Regions from separate parts of the Gasterosteus aculeatus genome. Here region 1 is linked to region 2. A link is a contact called in public Hi-C data. All regions are on one chromosome and are shown on one strand. The core of a region is the stretch at or near the end of the contact, and the rest is flanking DNA. Distances in the headings are between cores, read along the strand shown.

What was found. Hi-C and Micro-C count contacts between places; a contact is called where the count stands out from the background.
Region 1: a Hi-C map of skeletal muscle shows a contact between it and region 2, with 4 times the contacts expected there. The contact joins the promoter of LOC120834422 here to the promoter of inhbb in region 2. A contact is called at or near these places in 4 of 6 Hi-C or Micro-C datasets (skeletal muscle, tail fin and whole body).

The regions. Positions count from the first base shown.
Region 1 is chr16:2,022,191-2,026,350 of fGasAcu3.hap1.1, reverse strand. LOC120834422 (sterile alpha motif domain-containing protein 9) reads left to right here and starts at 2,308. Exons shown (of 4, transcript XM_078090663.1): 1 at 2,308-2,538. It overlaps tfcp2l1 (transcription factor CP2-like 1), which reads left to right. Exons shown (of 15, transcript XM_078090665.1): 14 at 332-383; 15 at 2,084-2,316. The coding sequence ends at 2,175.
Region 2 is chr16:1,836,671-1,840,785 of fGasAcu3.hap1.1, reverse strand. It overlaps inhbb (inhibin subunit beta B), which reads right to left and starts at 1,739. Exons shown (of 2, transcript XM_078090635.1): 1 at 707-1,739. The coding sequence starts at 1,094. It overlaps klhdc3l (kelch domain containing 3-like), which reads right to left. Exons shown (of 8, transcript XM_078090633.1): 8 at 4,089-4,115.

The DNA of each region.
Region 1 (4,160 bases), core at 1,059-3,558, 180 kb before region 2:
TAATTGAATAATATCTCAACACTATTTATTTCAAATTTAACTAGATGAATAATGCACACTCTCATATTCCAACACGGGATTTGTTTTCAAGGCCTTTACCTCTGGTTTCAGCTCTATTCCTGTTAGACGGACGGGATTTTACAGGTGGTAGAAACACATTTGAGTGTCTCTGCTCTAAATAGGGAATGAAGTTGATTAATCGGTTGGCGGTTGGCGCAGCAGGAACGACCAATGTTCTGCTGCATGCGGAATTAAAAAAAAAAAATGAAATTGGAGCATGTTGGAAGAAGCCAGAGATTAAAAGAAAACATTTTAAATCGGTTTGTTTCAGATGGTGCAGAACTTCAGGGAGGAAAGCAGCTTCCTCCTCAGCATTATGAGAGGTAACGGTTCGTTATGTCCCCCGTGTAGCTGGATTATTGGTGTCATTGAACGTTATTTTACTGCATGGCTTTCTGGTACGCAGATGTAAACGCTGACGGCTTCCATGTCGTGCTGAAATGAACAACAGGTCCTCAGAGAATCAGTGGCGTTGTACAGCTTGTATGTGTGTCCTTCTGGAGTACAATCTGTAACATGTAACAGGATCTACTGTACTGTAGCTTTTGTTTCGCTGTTGATTTTGTGCTTAGAAGTTTTCTCTTAATTTTCTTCTTTTTGTATTAAGTTACTGATTCATGCCCTTTAATCACAGGTAAACATGTGTTCATTATGTATTATATTAATGCCATTCATTAAGTATTCAGCCCCTTTTGTACCATTACAAACTGGAATTCCCATTTGATCAACACAACATGCTTTGAATGTGCAAACGATCTTTATTGTGGCACAGACATTCATGAGAACAAAAAGTTGACATCTGTTGGATGGATTCACCCCCATCAGTCAATACTTGGCCGAACCCCCTTTTGCTGCAATTACGGCTGCAAGTCATTTGGGGTTTGTCTCCACCAGCTGCACATCTGGAGATGGAAATGTTTGTCCGTTCTTCTTGGGAAAAAAAGAGCTGAAGCTCAGTCAGACTGGATGGAGACCGTCTGTGAACAGACAGATTCCCAAGTGGTTTGAGATGGGAACTTTAAAAAGTTAACATGCTGTTGGGAAAACGTAAATAATGTTTCGTTACATGACAGTGAGTCTGTGCCGTTTATAAAGAGACATATTGTGTCAAATGATAGTTAACATGTTTTATTACTTGTATGTGTCAATTCTGTCTCCTACTTGCAAGTATTATTTAATAAATGCATGTTTAATGATTTCACACCTGTGTCGCGTAAGAATTGTTCAAGTCTTTTGCAGACTGCATTACATTTTCTTCAAAGGTCCCTGAATGTGGCTCCATCCATCTTTCCCTCAGTAGTTTCCCTGTAGCTGCTGGGGAGAAGCCTGCAGGAGGGCGGTGGGGAAACTAACCTTTTTGAGGGACATGTTTTTATACAGGACACAGTTTTAAACCCCCAACCTTCAGCGGACGGGAAATACAGTTTAGAGTCAGTGTGTCTGGTGTGTCCCTTAAGCAAGACTGCAACAAGACGGTAACATGGTAGAAGTTCTAGAGTCTGAGACCATACAAGCCACACGAGTCCTTTTCTTTAGACCACAGCCTTTACCAACGTTATATTAGATATTTAGGATCGAAGTGTGACAAATACACCGATATTAATGAACCAAACGTCTCTATTCTTGAACAACTCTTCCATGACATAAACGCACATGTTGCATTCTGCCACCTAGCGGACGAGATGAGAACACGTCTTCACCGCAGCAGCTCAATACGGGCTGTGTTAATCACTGGATTACATCACCGCGCAACGCCGTGCGCGCGCGTAACGCCGTGCACGCGCCTGCTGCGCTTTATAGTTTGTTTTACAATCAAACGGGGAACGTTCCAACTTCCTCTTGTCGGTTGTCTCAAACTCTCGGTTTCTTCATGTGTTCCGTTAGAGACCCGCAGCGTCTCGTGAGAAGGACAAAAGACATGATGTCCTCACTCTCTAAAAGCCGTCAATCGTGTTGGCACATGTGTCTCCTTTCGGATTTCTTAGGTTTCGTTTCCTCAAAAGTGTCCGCCCCCATTACGCAGGAACGACTCCTGCCTCCACTCGCGTTCCTCTCGGTGAAGCAGCACAGACAGATGTCTCCTGCTTCAGCCTGATGTCTCCTGCTTCACCCTGATGTCTCCTGCTTCACCCTGATGTCTCCTGCTTCAGCCAGATGTCTCCTGCTTCACCCTGATGTCTTCTGCTTCAGCCAGATGTCTCCTGCTTCAGCCAGATGTCTCCTGCTTCAGCCTGATGTCTCCTGCTTCAGACAGATGTCTCCTGCTTCAGCCAGATGTCTCCTGCTTCAGCCTGATGTCTCCTGCTTCAGCCTGATGTCTCCTGCTTCAGACAGATGTCTCCTGCTTCAGCCTGATGTCTCCTGCTTCACCCTGATGTCTCCTGCTTCACCCTGATGTCTCCTGCTTCAGCCTGATGTCTCCCACTTCCCTGTTTGAAGACGTATGCGTTTATCAGACCAAACACCGGTACCGTGGTGGTGAGTGTCCCTTCTTTGTCTTTTGAATATGTAAAAGCAAATAATGAAGAGTAAGATGGGGATGAAAGTGGTATTCGGTCAGTGTGTGTCGCACACTTGGCTCAGCTGTCTGCTTCCGGCATTGAAACCCACTGAGAATGTCGCTTCTTGTTTTCCCCTCTGGCTGTCAAACACAATGCTGTCGTTGTCATATAACATGTCTGTCTGATAGTTGCTTCTGTTAAAGTGGACTGTATTGTGAAGACTGTTTTGTCTTCCTGGTTTGATGTTACAACCAAATATCAATGACAAAGTCAGGATTGATAAATACTTCCCTGAGTCCACAGCGAGGCCCTTCATTTTGCTTGGAACAGCCTAGTGAACATGAACTATTTGGAGACGGCCCATTTCATTTGAGGGCGTAAGATTCAAAACCTGCTCTCTTTGCTTCCCCCTTCCGGTGTAACTGAGATGCCTTCTGTCTGCTAGTGAGATTACTCGTATGAATACATATGAAACTTTTATACAAATATATGTGAAACCTTTGCATATGTATCTACACTTTTTATATCTTTGTAATCATATGCAAGAGATTCAGTAATCCATGTATGCATGTTTTCAACTCTCTCTCTCTCTCTCTCTCTCATATATATATATATATATATATATATATATATATATATGTATTCAACCTTTTCATATGTGCATGTATCTGAGTGTTTCAGATACGTATAAATGTTTCACTTGTACGTATGTAAGCATTTCATATGTGTGTGTGTATGACACAGCAGTATATATGTATGCGTGTGTTTCTCATATGTACGTGTACGTGTTTCTGATGAGTGTACAATGTTTTATATTGTACTTTATGTCCTAAACTCAATTTGCCAACAAAAACAATGTGGCTAATGAAATGTCTGAGTGAGTAGTTACTTTGGAAAAACCACAGTGAGCAGAAATGTTAACGTCAAGCCCTGGTTGTTACGGTCTGGAGGCACCAAATGTAGAGGAACTGGATAATCTATTATTGTCCTTTGTTCACTGTCTCTCTCTCTGCCGTGCAGACTCTGTTGGTTGAATGTCCCTCGGCCCACAGGTGCCCCTCCCCCACCTCCTTTTCCTGAGAAGGTGTAAAAGGGCCAGTCCGTCCATTGACAGTGACATTTAGGGGTGGGAATCTCTTGGCACCTCACGATTCGATACGATTCCAATTCAGAGGTCAACAATCGATTCTAAACCGATTATTGATTCTAGACTGATGATCGATTCTAAACCGATTATTGATTCTAGACTGATGATCGATTCTAAACTGATTATCGATTCTAAACTGATAAAACGATTATCGATGCATCTCGATTTTCTAAATTTTGTCAAATCTGAGTTTGCTACTCAGAGGTTGCTAATCACTTCCTACTTTATTTGATAATTAAAGAGAATCAACAGATGAATTACCATCTCTAATATTTTATAAGAGAAAAAAAAAATGATTTTCTATCAACAATGCAAGAACCAATGCAGCTTGCATTTCAACACAATATGGAAGTAGCCGATGTCAAAAAAAATATTAAACAGATTCATTTTTCTTTTAAATGAAGAAAAAGCTGCTCTTAGTCTCAGACCGGTCCGTATTTGTAAAATACCGG
Region 2 (4,115 bases), core at 490-2,989:
ACATGGGATTGTGTGTTTGTGTGTGTGTTTAAGATATCCCATTTTGGTGTGGTATTTGTAATGGTTTACATTTGTAGAAGTTTGTGTTAAAGACGCAGGTCTCACAGCGCTGACAGACAACTGGAGGATTCTGTCAAGCAGATGATTTTAGGGAGAGAGAGAGAGGAAAGGGTGTTCTCTTTGGACTTCTGAGAATTAGTTAGATACACATTCTTAGAGGAAGGGATAAATGGCCAATTGAGGGACTTTGTCCGTATTTAAAAGAGGGCTTTATACATTGCAGTATTGAATGTGAGCACAGCTTTAGTGATGAAATTGGATTCAGAGGTTCTTTTTATCCCCTTGACAACACATGGGGGTAATTTAAGGACTTTCTCTTCATTTTGCGTTTTTTTTTAAATTGCATCGGGCTAAAACCCGGCGGAGTGAATTACAGTGTGATAACATGATGGTGAATGATGAGCGAACCGGATCCAATTGGTTCATGGATTGTATTTCAAAACTGTTGATGCTTCCATCTCATTCATCTCTGCTCCTTCTTCATATCAACGTTAGCAACATGATTGAAATTTTATCTATGGATGAGAGTGATCCCACGCCATTAACACACCTGCCCCCCTGGGCTCCCCGTTACATATAGTCAAACGGCGACCGGGGTTCATCGAGGGGTCGGTTTGGGAACGTGCCATGAATTATTGATTATTACCTGATTCGGCAAAGCTGATGATCTCCGAGTTCTCCGCTTGCACCTCGTTGTTGTACGCAGCTTGTCCGTCAAAACTGGGGATCTCCACCCGGCCGTCCTCGCGCAATTTCCCGGCGTGCAACCTCCTGAGCGCCGTCACCATCGACGCCTTGGGGATGGGGTGAGTGATGTTGGGTCTGTCCCTCATCTGTAGCCGGTTCAGTATGTGCCTCTTCACCGCCTCCAGAAAGTCTATGTTCACCCGCTCCGACTGATCCGGCGCCCTGAGGCCGCAGGACGCGCACGACTCCTGGGGCGAGCTCTGCGTCTCGGTAACGGCCACCGAGCTGCAGCGCACGGAGAGAACGAACGCCACTAAACAGGACAACGCCACGCTGTATATGCTCATTTTTTAAAAATATTAAAATCGCAGTCCAAAAACTATGGAGGAAACAGCAAATGTGTCACATACACACACACTTAAAGATCATGTCAATGTACACATGTGAAAGTTCCGCAGAGAACATCCCCTTGTGCTCCAAAAGTGAGAAATCCACAGGAGCCAATAAAATCGTTAAATCCAAACAGACAAAAGCGGCTGAAATCGTGAGGCTAATTGCCTCGAGTCATTGTGCATTGAGGTTGTTATCCAGCGACGCGTCTTTTCTCTGCGCTAAATAAAAAGTTAATCTCTCTGATTGACAGGCGCACTCCGACGCTTGGATCGTTGACGCGTTTCTGTCGCACCACGTTGTCTTCAGACTGAGCGTGATGTACCAAAACAAAGCAGCGCTGCGCTGCGCCGATGCGTCTAAATGATAAAAGCCCCTCTGCGTCCAAAGGCGCGCGGTCCGCTCGTACCCATTCACAGAACGCGCGGCGACTGCACTTTGTACGGCCGAAGCCCCGCAGAGAATAAGAGCGCTCCTCGGTCCTTTGTGTGCGCCCTGGCTACGCTCCGTTACGCACAGCTGTGGATAACCAGCTCGGTGTGCGTCCTTGCGAGATGCGGCTCACTGAGACCCTTTTCTCCCTTTGCAATCACGACAACAGGGGCTCAGCGCACCCAAAGTTTTTATACAGGAGTTGAAACCACGTGGGGATTTCCACCAACTGGACGCCAGGCGACGGATTATTAGGCTACTACGCCTCCACAGCCAGGACTCTGTTGCGCAGGCCTCCGAGAGGTGGCTTATTTTTGGACTTTTAATAAGTTCATAGGAGTTTTTGATCAACAAAACAGACAGAAACATAATGTGGGAATCCGACTTTGAGAGTCTTGGGAGAACAAGTTCAGTTTGGGTTCTGTGCGCAGTCCAGCACGGGGAGACTAGAAGTCTTTATTTTCATAATGGTCTTAAATAAATCCATTCTTAGTGCCATTTACTCCCGGATCTACAAATATTGAAATATATACAAATCTCTCTGAATCCGCTATATATCCAGGTTTTGGAAATGTTAATATTGTTAAGATAATTGTTCAAATAAAGTGAATCAATATAATGAAAACAACGAAAATATGTATTAAACAAACAAATACATTGTATGAAGGAACATATAAATACATTGAAACTTTAGTGTAGCAAGTTAATGTCCACTTATAATCATGATTAGTAAATAAATAACGCCATCTACGGGTATAAACCACTCATTACATACTTCAGAGGCGGAGTGCAATGGATGGATGGATGAATGGATGGATGGATGGATAGATGGGTAGATGGATAGATGGATGGATAGATGGATGAATAGATGGGTAGATGGATGGATGGGTAGATGGATGGATGGCTAGATGGATGGGTGGATGGGTAGATGGATGGAGAGATGGGTAGATGGATGGATGAATGGATGGATGGATAGATGGGTAGATGGATGGATGAATGGATAGATGGATGGATGGATAGATGGGTACATGGATGGATGATAGATGGATGGGTAGATGGATGAATAGATGGGTAGATGGATGGATAGATGGATGGGTAGATGGATGGATAGATAAATGGATGGGTGGATGGATGAATGGATAGATGGATGGGTAGATGGATGGATAGATGGATGGATGATAGATGGATGGATGGATTAATGGATGGGTAGATGGATGGCTGGCTAGATGGATGGATGGATAGATGGGTAGATGGATGGATAGATGGATGGGTGGATGGATGGATAGATGGGTAGATGGATGATAGATGGATGGCTGGGTGGATGGATGGATGGATGGATAGATGAATGGATGGATCTATGGGTGGATGGGTGGATAGATGGATGAATAGATGGGTAGATGGATGGATAGATGAATGGATGGATGGGTAGATGGATGGATGATAGATGGATGGGTAGATGGATGGATAGATGGGTAGATGGATGGATGAATGGATGGATAGATGGGTAGATGGGTGGATGCATGGATAGATGGATGGATGGATAGATGGGTACATGGATGGATAGATGAATGGATGGATGGGTAGATGGATGGATGATAGATGGATGGGTAGATGGATGAATGGATAGATGGATGGATCGATGGGTAGATGGGTAGATGGATGGATAGATGAATGGATGGATGGGTAGATGGATGGATGATAGATGGATGGGTAGATGGATGGATGGATAGATGGGTGGATGGATGGGTAGATGGATGGATAGATGGATGGATAGATGGATGGGTAGATGGATGGATGGGTGGATGGATAGATGGGTGGATGGATAGATGGATGATATAGATAGAAAGAGAAATCAACCATCTGGGGGTAGTAATGCAGGTCAATAACCCGGATCCAGCGAGGTGGCTGACTCACCACGTCTGGCGCCTGCCATCAGAAGGATGCCGGGTTCACAGTTTATTTAGACGGGACTTTGGTTATTCCAAACTGTTATTCTTTCTTTGCACATACATAAGGGGACATGATCCTTCGTGTGGCAACATTTGCTGCCAAGAAGTTAGTTTTTTATTGTCAACAAATCAAAAGCTAAAAAAATTGCCTGGTTTGTTTGGATTTTTTGTTTTGTAAAAGAAAATCAATCTCACGGGTTTTTAAACAAGATTGAGAATCACAATTCTGTATTTCCTAGGAAAAAGCAAAAGCTTGAGATGAAATCCCAGCCGGCCTTTGCTCCCTTTAATTGCAAGTCTGGATTGTTTTCTCTAAATTGACTTGTGGCTCTGGGGGGGTCTTCACTCGCTGAGCTCTGACGCCACCGTGTGGAGTTCAGCTCCGTGGGAGGAAGCCAGAGAACCCGGAGAGAACCCACACAGACAACATGCAGACTCCACACAGAAAGGCCAGTGGAACCCAGGACCTTCTTGGTGTGAGGAGACAGTGCTAACCACCACACAGTTCAGCCCCGTAGCAGTTTAATTGAAATATAGATGACAGACGGAATGAGCGGTCTGTCATGGAACTGGAGGACGACGAGTTTTTATTGATAA